Regions from separate parts of the Sus scrofa genome. Here region 1 is linked to region 2. Evidence: chromatin contacts called from public HiChIP or PLAC-seq data. All regions are on one chromosome and are shown on one strand. The core of a region is the stretch at or near the end of the contact, and the rest is flanking DNA. Distances in the headings are between cores, read along the strand shown.

Region 1 (4,448 bases), core at 1,425-3,924, 110 kb after region 2:
CCCATTTTTCGTAGGGCCATTCCCACTCCTGCAGAATGTGAGAGCACGTTAAACAACAGGAAGATCAAAGGCAGTAATTCAGTTGTAATCACTGCATTGTGCATATTTTTACTTATTCGCTCATCAACAGTAATTGTGAACACATACCTGGCGCTCACCATGCACCAGCTCTTGACATACTAGCCATGGAAGCTTTGCCATGACCTTGTGAGGAGTGGATAGCACTGTCTCCATCTTACAGAGGAGAGGCTGGGCCACTGAAATAACCTACCCAAGGTCATTCAGCTAGGAAGGGATGGAGCTGGGAACCAGTGGGGCAGGCAGTGCGGCTCCAAATCTCAGCTCTTGGTCACCATGCTATGCTGGCCTTCAGAAAGTTAGTGAACACAGCCAGACTTCTACAACTTCCTCATTTCTGCCAACCCTTGTATTATATGACTCCAGCACATAGTCTGGCACATAAAAAGCCCTTGGTAAACATTTGATTAGTAGGCCACATAAAATCAAAATTGATCCTGAGATATTCAAATCACACAAAGTTTTAAGAGTTAACGACACAATCATGATGCTAACAAATAGGAAAAATCTTACTCTCAAAACAATAAATATTTCAGAGCTGTGTAACTCGATTACTACACTGATATACATACTTTATAATCGGTGTATTTCCCCTTAATGCTAACATTTAGAAGTGAAACTTAGCTTCAGGCCAAATCTTGGTTTCACAGATGAGGAGACTACAACCTAAGCAGAGCAACTGGCTTGAGGATGAAACCCAGCCAGGCTTGAAATGTCTTCTCTTTTGCTAGCTTGGGGCTGATGGATATCTGGTTTTGTGAGTTGAGCCATTATTTATTCTCACTTTGGACAAAGAAAGGGCTTTGCTCTTCCCACACCTTGATTGCTCTCTGCTGAATTGAGCCTTGACAACCTTCATGACTCTAGAACTCTGGAAAGTAGCCATCTGATAAACACATTCCCTCTTTCAGGGGGCACAGAAAACAGCCTCTGTTTGGTCCTCACACAGGTGAACACACAAATGTTGCACTTCTTATGAGTGCAGTTAGGTTGCTTTTTCCAGTTACCTTGATCTAGATTTACAGTGGAGAAAAAAAACACCGCCTTCCTGTTTCACTCATAGAATTATAAACACACTCAAGATTCACCAGGGAGCCAGCCTTAACCAGCTGATGTCTTGCCTAAAGGCTAGTAAAGGAGTGTCACCTAAGTACCACAGGACCTAGGTCTCTGTAGTGACTTCTGCACCAGAAAGCACTCAGGTAAACGTTTGTGCAAGGGCGGCTTCTATCTAAAGGATCCCCACAGTCCCAGCAGTGGTCTCAGATAGGATCTTTGCTATGCTACACCATCCAACTTCCTAAAGGCCTGCAACAACGTTCATCTTTATTTGTTAATCTGTCCAGTCTCAACACAGCATACAATCCGTGTCACCAGCTTAGGAAAACAACAAAAGAAAATCAGGCACTATTCTGAATCAGAGAACTTGAATCTTCCTACCTGAGAATCACTCATCCTTGGAAGGCTTTTAAGATGTTAAGTGCTTTCTGCAAGGCCACGCCCATGTTGGACACTAGTTAGAAAACAGCCCCAGGAGGGCCGGCAGTTTGTATGACTGCAGTTTTCCAACAAAGCCTCTTTGCTCCTCACCCTCAAGATGCCGAGGCCAGGGTCGCAGCGCTCGCCCACTCCCAGTACGGGTGATCTTACCGCACCCCTCCCACAGGCCACCGGCTCACTGTGGCGCCCGGCCAGGCGGTGCCAGCAGGTCAGCGCTGCCAGCGCCACGCCTCTGAGCGCTGTTCTGGGGCCTGAAGGCGAGGATGCCCCGACGCTCCCCAGGGAGTTGTGCCAACCCACAGGGTTCTGCGCACCCAGCGAGAGAAGGTGGAGGGCTTGGGGGTGGGGGAGATGCCCCCGGAGCGGAATAGAGGCTGAAGCGGGAAGCCTGGTCCAGACTCTCTAAAGGGTTTCTGATGGAAACCGCGTCCCCGCGGAGACGAAGGAGGGGGACCCGCGCGCCATCTAGGAACAAAAGATGCTGCAGGGTGCTCAAGGGCGAGTGGGTGCGACCACCACGGGGCGAGTGTGAGAGAGTGGACGGTGGCAGGAGGAGGAAGGAGCAGGAGGAGTGGTGGGGGAAGGAAAACAGAAAGTTAGGGGGGCTGCCTGGATAGTCAAAGACATGAAGCTGGAGGTTAGAGGGGGTGAGCGCACTGAAGGGCAGGAAGCAGTGCGGAGCCACCGCGTGGGGCAGGGGAAAGCAGCAGAGAGCGGGGCAAGCTACGAGGCAGATGGTCCCCAGGGTCCTGGGACGAAAGGGAGGCGCCCTCCCCGCCGCTCGCCCGCGTGGTGGGCGTGGGATGTGGAAGGGGCTAAGGGGATCGAGGGTAGGCATTGAGCCTGCCTAGCCCCTGAGCCCAACACGCCGAGGGGGTGCCTTAGGGACACAGTCACACGTGCCACGCTGTCGTGCCGCGTGGCGGCGAACCTCACCTACTTCCTTCATGTACTCGTCAAAGCCTTTGCTCTCCACTAAGCGCCATCTTCCGACCAGCTGCTGGATGGAGGCCATGGCGGGCGCGGACGGGCGTGCGGAGCGAATAAGCGGACTGGTGCCTAGAGCCTGGCGTGCGGGTGCCGGGAGCCTGGCGTGCAGCCGCTGGGCCACTGCGGCTGCTTTATAAAGGCGGCGCGCGCGCTGGGAGGCTCCCTGCGGCCAATGAGAGGCTCGCCTCACCCGCCCGTCCCGCCTCCCCGCCTCCCCTCCCCGCCCCCCAAGCCCCCGGGCCTAACTCCCGGGGGGTCCGTACGTGCGAACCAGCTCCACCTGCCACCTCTGCGAGGGTTCCCCTGGCGCCTCCTGCAAGCGGGGACTCGCCCGGCGTGCCCCACGCCGCCCCGGACGCCAGGCCCTGCCCGTTCTCGTGCCTCTGCAAGTCCAGTAAACCGGGGGGGGCGCTACCGGCGGACACGACATGTCTTTCCTGGGCCAGAGGATCCACCAGCCGCCGCCTCTCTTCCATTCAAAACACCCCCAAACGAATAGATTAGCATTCGCTGGGCTCCGAGGGTAGGGATTGGTTTGAGTGACTGATGGATTGGTAGACTTCTTTTCGTCCCTAATCACTGCTCATAGTCAGGGGACAAACCTGTCTCTTAGCCCCTGGGGAGAGAACTTTTTCTTCCCACGCTCAGGGCACTCCCAGCCTAACTGGGGTCTCTGGATGGGAATATACCTGAGTTAAGTTAGATCATTTTATCAGAAGGTGCCGGGTAGCTGGAAAAGTCCCAGGAAGTTCGGTTTCCAAACTGAGACTGTAGAAGCTATCAGCTTAAGTGACTGCCCTTGCTATTAAGTGTTCCCGTTCAAGAAAGTATTATTATTTGTATTTTCCGCTGAGTGAGCCCTTCAAGCTTTCCTCTCTGACTCCCAAGTCTTAAGACTCCAATGCATTCCCTCTTCACCTTTAATCCTAAGAATATCCTATACTGGGTATAGAATGTTATGCTTTTCAAAGTGTGCGTGTCACAGTATCTTACTTTGTGCTCCCAGGTGCCTGTGGGAGTGAGTTGGTGTGAGGTGAGGAAGTTGCCACACACAGAGGGTAGCCACCTTGGTGGAGGTAAGGTCTATTTGTTGAGTAGCCACTTATGCTGAATGCTGTACTTCCTGGCCACCTTATACCCATTAACTCTGCTCTCCACTCCGTTTTGTGCTACAGAGGGTTACTCCAATTTTCTGAAAGGGAAATCAGGCAGGGAAAGTTTGCAGAGTGGCAGAACCAGAATGCCTGCCCAAGTCCTTCTCATTCAAGAGCTTATGAAATAGGACCACACCTGACTGCCCCTAGCTCCCTGTCCTCCTTATGGGATTAAGAATAGGAGCTACAGCCCTGAATTATACCAAGACACTAGTTCTTGTACCTTCCTTGAACTGAAAGCTGAGGTTGGTTTGTCATCTTCCAGCATGCCTCAGGACATTTACTCCCCAGCGCCATAGCCCTTTCAAGTTCCTGCCCTAATTTTGTGGTCACCTCCATCTTCCGTGTGGTATGATTTTAATACTGAATGACTCAGGCCACGTAGTTGTGCCACTCAGGGCCTGCATGTTCCACACCTCTACTGCTTAGAAGAACTTCATGTTCTGAGGGCGGCTGAGCACATCATTTGCTCAAAGAAGTAAGTTCTGGCTTCCAGACCCTAAGCACAGCCAGCTCCTCCTGCCTCCTGGAGAAGCAGCTTCTATGTGTTTGAACTTTCATTCTTTTCTTTCTTATTTTTCTTTAACTTTCTTTTCTTATTTTTTGGCTACATCCAAGGCATGTGGAAGTTCCTGGGCCAGGAATGGAACCCACACCATAGCAGTGACCCAAGCCACTGAAGGGACATTGGCAGATCCTTAACCACTAGGCCACCAGGGAACTCCT
Region 2 (4,291 bases), core at 246-2,745:
ACACAGATCTGGGAGAAGTTAAGAGGCTAGGAATTCTATGATTCATTTATGTTTTAGTGCAAAGTATTAGAAAAGCAACAATTTAAACTAAGATAGGAATTCCTGTCATGGCTCAGCAGTAACGAACCCAACTTGGGTCCATGATGATATGGGTTCCATCCCTGACCTTGCTCAGTGGGTTAAGGATCTGGCATTGCCATGAGCCGGGGTATACGTCACATACGTGGCTCGGATTCTACATTGCTGTGGCTGTTGTGTAGGCTGGCAGCTGTAGCTCTGATTTGATCCCTAGCCTGGGAACTTCCTTATGCCACAGGTACAGCCCTAAAAAGCAAAAACAAACAAACAAACAAACAATCAAAGATAAAAGGAGTGGACATTTTTATTTCATCAAGACTCCTTCTGGAGATCTCTTGTGGCCCAGTGGTTAAGGATTCAGCTTTATCACTGCAGTGGCTTGGGCTACTGCTGTGGCAAGGGTTCAAACCCTGACCTGGGAACTATGTCATGCTGAGGGAGTACCCCCCCAAAAAAAGACTCCTTCCTTTAAATCACACTATTCAGACCCCACCCTTCATACCTCTTAGAGAAGTAAACTTCCAGTGGGAGATCAGCTCCCACTCCCCTAAATGCCTGAAACTGCAAATTATAGCAATATGTAGCTTTGTATACAACACAAAAGTCAAATGACTGCAAATTGCAATGACTCAAACTAAGTATGATTGTACATTGTACTGTCTGTTTCATGCAATGTTGCACCAGATGACATTATTAAAACTGTGTTCATTATAACTTCCTCCTTTACAGTCCTTTTCCCCTCAGAGCAGAGTTACTCACTCAAAGCTTTAAATCTTCTCTGATAGTTCGTAGAATTTCTTGGGCCATGGTGGCATTTGAGAAGCCGATGAAAAATATAAATTCTTTCCAGCAGAAAGGGCATGATAAAATTCTCAATACCATTTTATTGCATTCAGGGGCTTCACTGGTACAGCTGGTCCCACAAGATTATGTCCATCTGAAGGAATTTCATGCCTTGGCTCCATTTTAGAAACATAGTTAAGGCCTAGTAAGAAGGCAAATAAATGCTTCTGCTTCTATTTTTCTTTGTATTCTTTTTCAGTAACTGAACCATTTGAACAGAACAGCAGGGTGGAGTCCATACCTGATAATGGGCAGGAAGAAAGCTGTCATTTCTGGAATTTTTCCATGACCTGGGGGGAACTAACATAGAACCAATGAGTTGTCTCTTGGCCAACTTTTATCTGAACAGAACCTCGAGCTCAGACATGCTCTTTCAGGAGATAAAGTAATGCTGTATAATTCCATCCTGATAATTTCCAGACTTTATTCCCAGGAGAAAAAGTTGATGAGATATTTCTCCCTTTAAGACTCGAGTAATATAGAATTGTAAAATGTACACTCACTAGAGGGTAATGGAGGAGCAGGAACTATGTAAAACCATTCTGGTAGCACTGAAATACCCCACCCACTTCCCTCTGGAACGACTGTTCCCTTCCCAGGCATGTACTGTGATTCACCTTTTGACCCAGGCTTACACCCTACTTCAGGGCTTGATCCTAACATGTATTCTTTTGTGATAAACTGATAAGAGAAGAAGGGTCCTTAGAGAGACTATGTATCTATCTAATTTGTTAACACTCATACTGGGGATTTACAATTGGTGGGGAGGGACTTGGGGGAAGATGAGACTTCTGGCATTTTAAAATCCATGAGGCAGCTCCACACTTGAGGTAACCTCTTGCTCCTGCCAACTGTGGATGGAGTATCTCAATTCATAGACAGAAAGGGCTATATCTGTTGAGTGGATGCTTTCCATGCCACTGGCAAGAATACATCTAGAAAATATGGAGGAAGTTTGGAACGCTTTTGCTTTTCCTTTTGAGGCAGAATAATAATTCAGGTAGTTAGTGCAGCAACATGGGCTTTGATATATTCTTTGATATGGTCATTGATTAACGTCTGTGACTTTTAAGAGTTCCAGGAAGTAGCATCCCCACAGGCCTCCAGAAGGATGTTAATCTCGAACCCACTCCTCAACTGATAGAAAAGGAATGAGGGGAATGGCAACTCCCAGTCTGGGGAAGAGAAGAACAAAGGAACCATAAGACTTATGGGATATATCTACCCTAAGACTCCTATAGGACAGGGACTGATGTAGGTAAACTGGTCAAGGCCAATGGGAAAAAGAACTGATAATCTGGACCCCATGTTGGTACTCCTATCTTTAAGAGATAAAAATCTCATAGAACAATAGAGAGGGAGACTCTTCCTCCCCCCTCCCAGCGTCTGTGCTGGGAGCTATTTGCTTTCCTGTGATAAAGACCTTTGCTTACTTGCTGCCTGTGCGTTGGTGAAGTTCATTCTTCGGCTCCATGAACAAGAACCTGGATTCCAATAACATCTTTCCAGTGACACTTTCATTTTGAAAAAAATAGATCCATGTTGTCTTCGAAAATGTAAAATTTCAAGCTCCTAAATCTTATTAAGTGTTTTTAAGATTTCCCTTATCTGTCTCACTTTACAGTAACATCAGGAAGTATTTCCATTTCATTTTTTTTTTAAATAACACCACCACTAGTCAGTTTCTCTATTCCCCTCTGACAACGCTCCCATCTCTACTCAGTGTCTTCTGATCAAGCAGCACTTAGCTCCTTCAATGTGTAGTCCCTCTTTTAGCTCAGTCACTCGCTGTATCTGGGATGACTACTGGACATGTCTCAAAAGGTGAGGTAAAAAAACCATGACTCTCTTCCCTTTGGCTCAGGAAAAACCTGCCCCAAGTCACACAAAACCCCGGAGATCTGTTTAAAGCTGCCTGCCAGAAGTCGTCATCACTATGCTGTTGAATTCTCGATATCCTTCATCACATCAGTCAGACCAGAACAATGCCCCTGCAGCTGCACCATCAAAACACACCCCTAGTGTTTTCTGTTATTGTTCAAAAATAGTAAAATGGAAAAAAAGACTGTGCGCAATATAATTTATCAAGGGAGAAGGGAAGTTTGGGAAGGAACTAGTGCTATAGTCGTGCAGGGGGCCTCATACAGTTCTTAAATGACTCAACATTTTTGTGGGTTTAAATAAATTTCAAAAGTGATCATCAGTGATAAAACTTACATCTTTAGGTTCACGCTTACCACAGTCCCCTCTCCATTCTGACCATGTCCATTCCTTTCTCCTCTTTCACGGCTTCCTATTATTGAACTTCAGTGTCTAATCTTGCAATGAAACCTTTGCATTCTTCGAATTATTTCATTTGCCCATAGAGTATAAGTGCCACTCAGTAAATGTTTCCTAAGTGCCTCCTAGCTTATATTCCCCTCTATCACCACAAATACAAACTCTCAAGAAAAAGATAATGAGAAAGGAATTCAAAACACCTTAAAACAGGAATCTTTACTTAAGGTATTCCATATACTAGCACCTGATAATAAGCGTTACATTTTAGTTAAATTGGTAGGTAATTTTGTTTTTACTTGGTAGTGTATAAATTAACAAAATCAGTGTTTTATTATTTCAGTATCTTCAAAGTTCAATTTTAAGAAAATTGACCATCACATTCCAAGGCTCATTCCTGAAAGTGTGACAGCCTGGTTCTTATAAATTAGACACATTTCTGTATTTTTCATCCCATTCATTGCCTGCTTTTATATAGGCTTCTCTAGACTTATTACAACATCTACTAATGGAATGAATTAATTTTTCATGTTTGGTTTACATTTTTTTTTTGTCACATCAGTTCATAATAATCTGTGATGGAATCTCTAGCAACCCACCATCAGAGACACATGGGTTTTTTGAATGAATTTCTATCAGCAGCATTATGTGACTTATGCTTAAAATTCATTGATAGTCTATTTATGCTTTAGACATAAGCTATTTGTGAACAGCACCAGAGACAAAAATCACTTATTTGTGTTTTCAGCATCAAATGAAGGAATTCAAGAGAAATTGTCATTTTCCAGGGTAAATTTTATCACTTGACCAATTCAAACTTTCCTTGCAGATTTCCCTTGGAAAGCAATGCTGTATGGACACTGAAGATTCAGTAAATAAGTCAGCAAATCTACCCTGAAGAAATAGTCCGGATTCTCAACTGGAAAAAAAGTATTTAGGGAACCGAGTGTGCTGAGGAATCTCTTTCTTTCAATATCTGAAGTAATTTTCTTCAATGTTGCAGAGAGCTGGTTGAACAATTTGCTCTTTTTTCCTCCCCCTCCCCGCTCCCATGCTTGGATCCCATGCTCTTGCCAAGGAGGAGGGGTTTTCT

Evidence for each region. HiChIP or PLAC-seq counts read pairs in DNA pulled down with a chosen protein or histone mark.
Region 1: an H3K27ac HiChIP or PLAC-seq map of skeletal muscle shows a contact between it and region 2. The contact joins the promoter of FABP5 here to the enhancer-like site in region 2. A contact is called at or near these places in 6 of 47 Hi-C or Micro-C datasets (embryonic fibroblasts, heart right ventricle, omental adipose tissue and 2 more) and 2 of 2 datasets of contacts at active chromatin or transcription factors (alveolar macrophages and skeletal muscle).

The regions. Positions count from the first base shown.
Region 1 is chr4:55,279,911-55,284,358 of Sscrofa11.1, forward strand. It overlaps FABP5 (fatty acid binding protein 5), which reads right to left and starts at 2,675. Exons shown (of 4, transcript NM_001039746.2): 1 at 2,515-2,675; 2 at 1-28. The coding sequence starts at 2,593.
Region 2 is chr4:55,166,771-55,171,061 of Sscrofa11.1, forward strand. No RefSeq gene overlaps it. Among named protein-coding and RNA genes, the nearest start is that of PMP2, 33 kb to the left of the region's middle. Within about 2 kb of position 1,496, at least 17 of the 83 cell types and tissues checked have an H3K27ac peak or open chromatin away from gene starts, as enhancers often do. A contact at or near this core is called in alveolar macrophages, omental adipose tissue, skeletal muscle and 1 more, where this site is marked.